Regions from separate parts of the Mus musculus genome. Here all the other regions are linked to region 2. Evidence: chromatin contacts called from public HiChIP or PLAC-seq and Micro-C data. All regions are on one chromosome and are shown on one strand. Each heading gives the region's core, a stretch centred on a gene start, on an enhancer-like site or on the middle of the called end of the contact. The rest is flanking DNA. Distances are from core to core; before and after follow the strand shown. Region 1 overlaps Cdk14 (cyclin-dependent kinase 14). Region 2 has its middle 40 kb from the start of Cdk14. Region 3 overlaps Cdk14 (cyclin-dependent kinase 14).

Region 1 (3,503 bases), core at 528-3,027, 120 kb before region 2:
TATAGTAGTTGGGGCTTATTTTCCTTTATTTTGCTTGTCTTTGTTTTTTGAGACAGGAACACTGTACACAGCCCAGGCTGGCCTAAAATGAATTCTACAGCCCAGGTTGGCCTGGAACGTGTGATCTTTATGACTATGTATCAAGTGTTAAGACTATAGGTGTGCACTATTACACTTGTCGCACCTATAACACTCGTGTAAAATGAACTGCTCTGGACACTGATGTTTCAAGAGGTCCTCGGAAGAAACAGCTGCCAAACAATGTAACAAGATTCACATTTACTCAGAAAGGATAACCTCTACTACAGGCCATTCAAGAGACAGTATATTCCTATCTCAACAAGTCATTGATGGAAAATAAATAGAAATGCTTTGGTAAGGTGTAAGAAACAATATTTGAAACATTCAGTTTGACTGTATAGCTCAACGTACTTTAATTCAGGCTGCAATCAGTTAACAGATTTGAAATTGATCACATATCCCTAAGCTATATCCCTAAAGAATGGCTCAAGTGACTCTTTACAGTGCCTCCTAATGTAATTGCTTCCATTTTTGTTTTAATGACAGCTAGTCTCTTGTCCCTTTTATCTAGAATACAGAAGTCTGCCCACCCTTCTCAAGGCACTAGGCTGTGTTTGCATTCTGAGCACTGGGCACATAAAAGACCGTGCCCAACACAAAGCAGTGAATGGGCAGGCAGACAAAGGTATGATGAACCAGCGAGCGCTTATATACATTTATATATACACTTATATAAGCTTATATACACCCCTTCATTAAATCCCATGCCCATCCTGTCCCTCTAAATGGATGAAATGTGTTACTGTGTGACACAGGCTCACAAAAACACAAAGTAATTACTTACTATCAGCCTGAAGAAGGACATTACATAGAGGAATGAGGGGTCTCAGTTCATTTCAATAATGCTGGGAAACAAAGACCCAAACCAAGTATAATACACATGGTAATGCCTTTCTCCTTCCCTCCTCCTCCTCTACCTCCTCCTCCTCCTCTACCTCCACCTCCTCCTCTTCCTCCTCCTCCTCTACCTCCTCCTCCTCCTCCTCTTCCTTTACCTCCTCTCCCTCCTCCTCCTCCTCTTCCTCTCTCTCCCTCCCCCTTCTCCTCCTCTCTTTCTCTTTCTTGTTCATTGTTTGTTTGGGGTTTTCTTGAGACAGGGTTTTTCTGTCATCCTGGCTATCCTGGAACTCTCTCTGTAGATCAAGCTTGTGAGGAGCCGCCCTCACATTCACCATTACAAGATGGCGCCGACATCCTGTGTTCTAAGTAGTAAACAAATAATCTGCGCATGTGCCAGGTAGTTTTCCACTCCATGTGCTCTGCCTTCCCGTGACGACAACTCGGTCGATGGGCTGCAGCCAATCAGGGAGCGACACGTCTGAGGCGAAGGACAATCCTCCACAAAAGGGACAGGGTTTTGCCATTCGTCTCTCTTCTCCTCTTGCTCCTGAAGAAGTAAGCAATAAAGCTTTTGCCGCAGAAGATTCCGGTTGTCCTGAGCGTGTTGTTGCCAGTGGGGACAAAAGCTCGGGATGCAAGCTGGCTTCAAAATCACAGATCCACTGTGAGATTACAGACATGCACCACCACCACCCAGCTATTTTTTATTTCTTAAACTTTAGCATGGGGCCTTTTGTTCCCTTGCCTACCTATGTGTAGGCAAACTAACTCACCCAATTTCCCAAAGCATGAGTCTGGCAAACTAACACCTCCACACCTCTCCTGGTCCCTCTTAGAACCCAGCATCTTTGTTTCATCCTAACACTGCAGCATATGCATCTAATACCACTGCTCTCCAGCCAGGAGAGAACTGTGACTTGCCCCCACATTACCCTTATCATCAGCTAATAACCAGGCAGGAGCTCTGCTAATCATTTAAACTAAACAAATGTTTACACTCGCTGAGTCACAGCCTCTCTGACCCAACTGTTGACTCTACCCAAGAGACACACAGGGACCAGCTGCCTGCCAGCCACACAGCTAGTACCAGTGGGCATCTTCCTAATCCATTTCCCTGGCAACCTAAAACAATAACACTTGATGAAGTAGGGCACTGATTTGTAACCCACAGAGACCTGACCTTCCCAAAACTAGTTCTCATCCCCAACTTCCATGACACAAAGGCACAAGATTCACAAATGTTATACAAATGGAACAGCCCCCTCCGCCCCATCTTCTTATGCACTAACTTGAGTTAACTCTGATTACCTATGCATCTACGTATGAGCACAGCAGCTGCTGGGCTCATAAGAAAGGGCAGCTCTCAGCAAAGTACATTATGTATTCTCTTCCATCATGCCCACAAGGTGGAGTCACTCAATGGGTTCCTCCTAGGTAACTATAAAAGAGAGAGTCCCCCCCCTTAAGTGCCTAGTAGGGTGTATTTTCACAATAGAACTGAAATCGTGATTTAAAACAGCACCCCACTGTCTTTAAATAAGCAAACAAGAAACCGTTTATAGCACAGTAAGACTTTGAAAATGATCACAGGACTTTGGAAGCCTGATTTTAAGGTACAATTGACCTCCCCAACCCCTCAAAAAGAATGAATCTGACATTAAGCATTACAAGCAGCCCAAGCTTCATGGTAAGTTTTGAGGAACTGATAATATTGGGGGTGCAGGATGGGCAGATAGAGGGAACTAAGCTTTGGGGTTCAGCAGCAGCAGCTTGGATTGCTGCAACGTGATTACAAACCACAAGGCTCGCCATTTCTGATTGTTACATTGAGCATTTAAGTATGTGTCAAGCCACTGAATCTAATGAGCTCTTCTCTTACTTGCTTCCAAATTAAATAGCAATGCAACCAATTTAGAATGACATCCTAAAATATCTGCTTATAAATTAAACAATAAATCATAAACATGTACCTGAGTGCATCACCTTGACTTAATTTTTTTTTAAATATTGAAAACTTGAAGCACATTTAAAAAAAAAAAAACAAATTTGATACACAGCTAGAAGGGGGGGGAAACAGGATGTAGGGCTGGCTCCCTGGTTTTCTCTGTGCCTTGTTACTTTTTTATTCAAAGACCTTGACATATCTATGAGTGGCATGTAGCACATCTGGTCACTATCACCTCACTCACTGACACCCCACCCCACCCCGTCCTACAAGAACAACAGGGTCTTTGCCCTGGCTATTCTTCCTGCAAGGCATGTTCTTCTCCTGACATCTCTATGTATCCCTCTCGGCCTTTGGCCATTTGGCTAAAATCCTTTCCTCGCAGATGCCCTCCTGGGCCGCCGCCACTACCTGTCTCCTCGGATACATTTCTTTCTTCTAAACGAGTGTATTAATATGCTGGGTGGACAGCAATGTCTCCCAACCCTTCTCCTCACTGAAATGCAAAGCCAACAAAGGCGGGGATCTGTGTCTGTGCTGCTGATCACTGAAGAGCTGGTGCCCCACCGAGTCCGAGGCAAGCCGTGGGTGCTCAGTAGGCACTTCCTTGATAAGTGGGCATATCTTCTGCTGTTGC
Region 2 (3,517 bases), core at 86-2,585:
CAGCAGGGAGGCTCCGCAGACTCCAGCTCCCGGTGGTTGTGAGTCCTTTGCTGTGGGTGCTAAGGATGAATTCAGGTTCTTTCCAAGAGCAGCCTGGCCTTAAAGGTCTCAAGCCCCTGCAGGCATAGTCTTGGTGCCCCTTTCCCTTTAATGGCTACCGCTGTGTTTTCCTTTAAAAATCGTCACCACCAAAGCTTCCTATGATTGCTTTAAGAAAGAGGACAGTTTCAACTTTTTTCTCCAGATCTCTGATCCTTCTCAAATCACTGCTGTCCACAGTGTGAGGTCTGGGCAGGCGTCTATTGTTTTTTTTTTTCTTCATCTAAATGGTGAATTGTTTCCACTCTATCTGATGAAAAGATCTTGTTCTAGTTTCATTTCAGTAAATTATGCCAAGGAACAGGAAACATTTGAAACATTACACAGGGAAACTGGAGGAAAATGAGTGCTTGACTCATGATTGAGTCATTCTTGGTAGTAAGACAACAAATGACCAGCAAGACTTCTTCAAATCCAGTCATCACACATAGGAATTGCTGACAGGATGATCTACTTTCTGAATGAACAAAGCTATTTGATATGGAAAGGGTGTTCTGCCTACTGTATAATTTGCTTTAGCTTGCAGCAGAATTCTGTTCAACTAAAAACAACTTTAAAGTCAAGTAAGGTGCATTTGAAGAGACATGGAATGCTTGCAAACCTTTTGGTTATGCAATGATCAAGCCCAAATTACTTGTTAGGGTTAGGATTAGGGTAGTTCTCATTTGTAGCTACACAGCTGAAATATCAACAGGCATTATCATGCAGCCATCAGACTTGTTTCCCACTTGTTATTATAGCAATTATTTTCCAATAAGGATAAACAGTGAGGCCCATTTCTCTGAATTATTCATTGAAAGCCAGTATGTGCTTGGTAGGTGATTGGGTGATATGGTAGAAAAGTCACGCTTAACGGAAACTCAAACTGGAATTTATACGCAATTTAGAGTTTTTAAAAGCAGAACTAAGGCACAGCTCTAACAGGAAGGGCCAGAGTCAGGCTTTAAAAGCTTCTTCCTCTTTCCGTTTTTCTGTGTACCTCTAGCTCTTCAGTCCCTTCCTCCACAGCAGTCTTCAGGTTCCCCTTGCCGCTTCCCTTTCGGTATTGAACCTGGTGCTGTGGCACTGCACTCGAGTCTTGCTGTAACCTGAGGTGGAACATCAGGGCAGAAGTGTATAGAGGAGGAGAGCTGCTCACACTCAGTAGCAAAGGCACAAGCAGAAAGAGCCGCGGAAGGACCGAGGGCGCCATGCCTCCACACCCCACCCAGTGACTTACTTCCTCTGCTGAGCTCACCTCCTAAGGTTTTAGTCACTTCTGACTCACCACACTGACCACAGACCACGCCTTCAACACTTGACCTTTAGGGGGATATTTTTAGATCTCAGCAATAAAAGCCTGACTCTATTAAGTGTCCCCTAATATCTATGCCTCCTTTGGCCCAAAATAAACCGTATTTTCTGCTAAACTCAGGAATATGTAGCTCGTTTGTCAGCCATCTTATAGCCAGCAATGGGCCTATGACTCCCCTTTGACCAAAGCAATGTGACCAGAAATAGTAAGTAGAACTTACTGATGATAATGTGATCCAGAAAAGCAGACCAGGGCCCAGAAAGGAAGTCTAATGCAGGCTTGGTCTGTAACTGAGATTTTCAGGTGACAGCTTTTTCTGAAGCTCTGTCACAGGGGCGTAAGTGGCGTTGGCTCTCCCTCTCCCTCCCTCTCTCTCTCTTTCTCTCTCTCTCTCTCTCTCTCTCTCTCTCTCTCTCTCTCTCTCTCTGTGTGTGTGTGTGAGAGAGAGTCCTATAGCATCTGAGGAATAACACTGGACGTTAGTCCTCTGGCTTCCATATCTACCTTTCTTTCCCTTGAGACAGGGCCTCTCACTGACTTGGATCTTGCCAGACAGGCTAGGCTGGCTGACCAGTGAGCCCCAGGGATTGACCTGTCTCTGCCTTCCCAGTAGTAGGATCACAAACACCACCACATCTGATTCTCTCTCTCTCTCTCTCTTTTTCTCTCTCAGAGATAGATATAGAAATAGATAGATAGATAGATAGATAGATAGATAGATAGATAGATAGATAGATAGATATAAGATAGATATTTTTATAAACATATAGATATAAATATGTATTTAGATAGATTTATGTGTATAATATGCACATATATACATGTGTATCTGATATATTTACATTCCTTTAACAAGTGCTTTACTGAATGAGCTATATCCACAGCTACCTGAAAATTCTTATGTTGAATTCCTAATCTTCAATACCTAGGAATATAACTGTTTTGGAAATAAGATCTTTAAGGTTAAAATGAGATTATCAGGATATGCTCTAACCCAGTAGGACCAGCGCCTTCCTAAGAGGACATTTAGACCCTGGCAGGAACAGAGTGGCTAGGTGAAGTCCCAAGGAGAGGACAAACACCGGCTACCCAACAAGAGAAGTCTTGGTAGAAACTTATATCACTAGCACCAAAATTCTGTGAGAAAAAAAAATCTGGGATACTTAGCCTTATAGAGGCAACTTCTGCATGAGGGCCAACTAAAACTTGCCTGAGAGCCTAGAGATTGGTGATGAAATGGCAGCCAATCAGGAACTGCCACTTGGAGGCCATGCTTGTTTGGGACCAATGGGACACAAGTGGAGGGTATAAAGATTGCTCCCTGAGAATTAATAAATGTACTTGCTGCCCTGGTCTTACTTGCTCCCAGAATCTGAGCCATTGATTTCGAACTTTCTCATCCACTGCCCCCAAGGATGACTCTGGGTTGGATGGAGGACTCAGGCAGCATACATGGTGTCTGACTACTATTACTGTAGTCCCAGTGGACCCAATACCCTCTTCTAACACCCATGCTAGATATACATATATGTATGCATACATGTGTGGAGCCAACACATAAAATTAAAATGAGCTATGGTAGATTAAATGATAATGGCCCTCGTAAACTCACATTTGGATACTTGTTCCCCAGTTGGTGGAACTGCTTTAGAAGGACTGGGAGGTGTGACCTTGTTGGAAGAGGTGTGTCACTGACTTTGAGGCTTCAAAAGCCCATGTCATCCCCACTTAGTTCTCTCTGCCTACCACTTGCAGATCAAGGTGTGTGCTCTTGGCTACTGTTCCAGTGCCACGCCTGCTGCCACACTCCCCAGCATGACGGTCATGAATTCTAACCCCCTGAAACCATGAGCCCAAAATTAAACACTTTCTTTTAGAAGTTACCTTGGTCATGATGTCTTATCACAGCAACGGAAAAGTAACTAAGAAAGAAGTCTAAAGCATTTTTGAAAAAGAAAAACATTTCTTTTTCTCAAGGAAAATATTTGCACTAGGACTCATTTTCACACGAGTCCATTGAAGTGAAAGTCGAATGTTACACGTGCTGATGGTGTCCATCAATGTGGGTTTGGATGATGTGTCACAAACCTAATTTTCCTAAGAAACACAGGAGAGAGGACTGAA
Region 3 (3,474 bases), core at 272-2,771, 100 kb before region 2:
ATCTATGGCCCTAGCGGAGCTACTCTTGCTCTGTGGTCCCTGGCTCCCTTACAGTGTAAAGAGAGCTCATAGTGTTCACATTTGTGGTAAAACTTAAATATTCAGCGACATTCTTAGCATGGAGTAACAAGGCCAGACAATAACTTCTCACGCTAAGCCCCATGCAATGGCTCACACCTGTAATCCCAGTACCCGAGAGGTAAGGCAGGAGGATGGAGACATTCAAGGACATCCTCAGCTACACAGTGAAGTCAAAGGCAGTCGGAGATACAGAAGACCCTGACTAAAAACAGCCAGAAATTAAACGTTTGTACTTTAGTCGCTAAGTCCAGCAGGCCATTAGTTAAAGCTTAAGGCAAGCCTTGGGAAAACAAATGACTCCCTAGAGCTGTGCTCTTCCCTAAAGCAGCCACTGGCAGCATGCGGTTACCTAAGTGAACTAACGTTAACAGTTCAGTTCTTCAGTCCCAAAAGCCACCTTTTACAGAGTGGACAGTAAGAATTATACAAAAGGGGCACTATTACACAGCACGGGTCTAGAAAATATAAAATGGTCATTGACAGGGATCCAGGACATCTCTGCCACCACGGCTCTAGAGAAGTAAAGATATTCAGATTAACTATCAGGGTTCATACCAGCCCTTAGGCCTTTATTCTAGCTTCAGTTTCTAACATTCTCTACCCAGGGTTGCATAAGAAAATAAAAACATGAAGAAAAGATTGGATTAACAAATTGCATTGAAAACAAACACACACACACACACACACACACCTCTTTGAGCAAGAAACAAAAATAAACTTGCAACCAAAGTCCTGATCATAGTTAATGATCCAGAGTGCTGAGTAAGCTCTCTCAGCATGTAAAACTATGATAGTCTCTTCATTCCACAAAACGAAGTCATTAAGGAAGTGAGATACTGTCATAGGAGCAGTCATCGCTAACAACCGAATGTTTATGGCACTAATCTTTATCAATAAATCTCTTAGAAAACATTTTGAAATACCACTTTCTGTGTGGCGTGACCTGGTTGATGTCAACAGGGGGCTTAAATATCCAAGAGCAACAAAAAATTATCAATTTTTGCCAGTAATTGTCTACAAAATATTTTCCTCATTATTGCTAGTTTTGTTATAAGTATAAAAAACACTTCCTGTTTGTGACTTGGAGTAAGAACAAGGAAGTAGAAAGTTGTTCCTCGCTCTCACTTTCTCTCAGTCACACAGACAGCAGTGCTCACCGAGTGTTCCTGGGAACAGGGCGGGGCCAGCTCAAGAGGCTCCAAGCCCCCACAAACTAAAATGAAAGCACTTGTTGGCTTCGTCCAGCAAGATCCTAGACCACTGTGTATGACATACTGAGCTTCAGATGCCAAAATATTAAGGTCAGACTTATGGTGGAACATTGGATAATAATTTTAAAACTCCCCCATTGCAGCTCCAAAGCTTTCACAGTCAAGCCCTCTGAAGGAAGCAAAGGAGGCCCCAGAAGAAAGGGGTTAGCGTTTGGTTTTCAAGAGGGTACATTTGGTTTGCCTTATTCCAGCTGTCGTATACTAGTAATTATGCCTGCCAAGTTGCAAAGCACTTTCCCCTGAGAGCTGTAAATGTTCTAAAAAGATGGGCTAATCTATGTTTGCAAGACCCCCAAGCAGCATGAGGGGCTTGCTATTCTCTAAAATGCAAAAAAAAAGAGCTGAGGTAACTTCACTAGAATTAAGCCCCTGCAAGTTAGATTTTCAGCTGGGAATGTATGTGTGCTGGCTCACACCACAAGCAACAAACCAGAAGAACTAACAGACCACAGGAACTCCAAGATCTTTCAACATGAGTCAATCTCTCTGAAGAAAGGCTGGCAAAGTCCCAGGATGTCCAACCCCCTGGCAGAATTACTAATGGCCACAGGAAACCATGAAGAATGAATGCCCTTTTGCCTACTCCACAGCAAGCAGGAGCCATATTAGCATCCCAAAGATGTGGTCACACTCCAGATCTGCATGTGAAATGTGTATAGAGCTTTCACTCTGAAATGCATCACTCATGTAAGGTTATGAAGTAGGTAAGTATTTACACTGATTTATATCAGATAATCAGCAAGCATCTCACCTCTAATTCTCAGCTTACACACAAATATGTGATTAATAATGTAAGAGGTCAGCATTTGCCGATGGCTTTGACCAGATCAACAAATTCCATTTACAGGATTAGAAATTGTATTACTCATCTGAAAATCAGTAGTTTGCCCCCAAAATTCTTCTTTCCTCAGGCAGATGAGTGGACTGAAGTACATGCTGTGAAACTCACAAAGAATCAATAAAACGGTTAAGAAGAAAAGAAAAAAGTAAAGTAATGAAAGAAAACATAGGCAGACAAGGTTATCACTAGCAAATGGTTCTGAGAGGGTCAAAGAGTGAGAGAATTGCTGAAGTTCAGGCAAGGAGCAAGTACTGAGAGAAGGGAGGGCGGGCCGCAGAGAGACACAGGGAAAGCTATAGAGAAACAGGTAGGAACTGACAAAGAGGAGCAGAAGAAATAAACATCCAGTGTCCTGCACTTGCCTCTGAGCTCCTAAATTCTTCTCACTGCTCAAATCCGGCTGCAGGATATTAGGTACAGGTGTTTCTTGGTGAAATCCACAGTGTGTCCCACAGTCTGTCCTCTGTCCACACATCTCTACTTGCAAATGTCCATTGCAGTGAGGCATCGGTCTGGTTCGAGATCTCTGCTTCCATGACTTGACACCATTACTAGAGGATCTTCATTAGGACTCCTGCTTATCCTGTTGTTGCCCTGTCTCCTGCGGCTCCTGCAGGTTTGGGTCAGCAGGACTGGCCCTTTCATTCATCCCAACTGTTTGCAGATTTGTAGATTTGAGGGGTGGGTCAATTCAGAGCTAAGAGCAGCATGGAGAAGACATCAGACCATCTCACGACACTCACAGAAACAATGCAGCCCCAGATAAGAGGCATCTTCACTATTTTGAGATCAGTCAAAATCCTAATTTCTGTCACTCTACCAATGTATGTCTTTGAGCAAATGAGTTGACATTTTAGCCTCAGATTCATCACTTGTAAAACACTACTAACTGGAGATACAAATATTAAATAAGAGGAAAAGATGTTCAAAGCCTGTGTCTAGGGAGCACCCTTGTCCCCCTGCACGTATCTAAGCACAGTATCTACCGCACCAGGACTCACTTGCTTTCACCCCTTCTCACTGTTAATACTGCTGCTGCTCTCCCCGGACACACAGTAAGGGGGTTCTGGACAGACAAGAGCTGGGCCTTTCTTCTCCACTGCCATGTTCCAAATGCACCTCCCCAAAATAGAGTTTTACAAACTGCAAAAGGGTAAGTGTGCAGTAAAGACGTGCGCAGGCCCTCTGGTAGACATAGAAAGGCTGAGTCAGTCCACTGCCCTGAAGAACAGAGGTAGCGCTAATGGCATTGCTGCCTGGTTATTTGGGTCCTTAATGCTC

What was found. A called contact is a pair of places that touch in the nucleus more often than the background predicts. HiChIP or PLAC-seq counts read pairs in DNA pulled down with a chosen protein or histone mark.
Region 1: an HNF4G HiChIP or PLAC-seq map of pancreatic cancer cells shows a contact between it and region 2. The contact joins two enhancer-like sites. A contact is called at or near these places in 1 of 484 Hi-C or Micro-C datasets (bone marrow-derived macrophages), 1 of 115 datasets of contacts at active chromatin or transcription factors (pancreatic cancer cells) and 3 of 9 other capture datasets (adipose tissue, liver and pancreatic islet).
Region 3: a contact with region 2 is called in a Micro-C map of macrophages, with 3 times the contacts expected there. The contact joins two enhancer-like sites. A contact is called at or near these places in 2 of 484 Hi-C or Micro-C datasets (bone marrow-derived macrophages and macrophages), 1 of 115 datasets of contacts at active chromatin or transcription factors (heart atrium) and 3 of 9 other capture datasets (adipose tissue, liver and pancreatic islet).

The regions. Positions count from the first base shown.
Region 1 is chr5:5,298,509-5,302,011 of GRCm38.p6, forward strand. The region is part of intron 2 of Cdk14 (cyclin-dependent kinase 14); the gene reads right to left. Among named protein-coding and RNA genes, the nearest start is that of Gm30151, 70 kb to the right of the region's middle. Within about 2 kb of position 1,778, at least 25 of the 459 cell types and tissues checked have an H3K27ac peak or open chromatin away from gene starts, as enhancers often do. A contact at or near this core is called in pancreatic cancer cells, where this site is marked.
Region 2 is chr5:5,418,991-5,422,507 of GRCm38.p6, forward strand. No RefSeq gene overlaps it. Among named protein-coding and RNA genes, the nearest start is that of Cdk14, 40 kb to the left of the region's middle. Within about 2 kb of position 1,336, at least 179 of the 459 cell types and tissues checked have an H3K27ac peak or open chromatin away from gene starts, as enhancers often do. A contact at or near this core is called in adipose tissue, bone marrow-derived macrophages, macrophages and 1 more, where this site is marked.
Region 3 is chr5:5,319,125-5,322,598 of GRCm38.p6, forward strand. The region is part of intron 2 of Cdk14 (cyclin-dependent kinase 14); the gene reads right to left. Among named protein-coding and RNA genes, the nearest start is that of Gm30151, 50 kb to the right of the region's middle. Within about 2 kb of position 1,522, at least 123 of the 459 cell types and tissues checked have an H3K27ac peak or open chromatin away from gene starts, as enhancers often do. A contact at or near this core is called in adipose tissue, bone marrow-derived macrophages and macrophages, where this site is marked.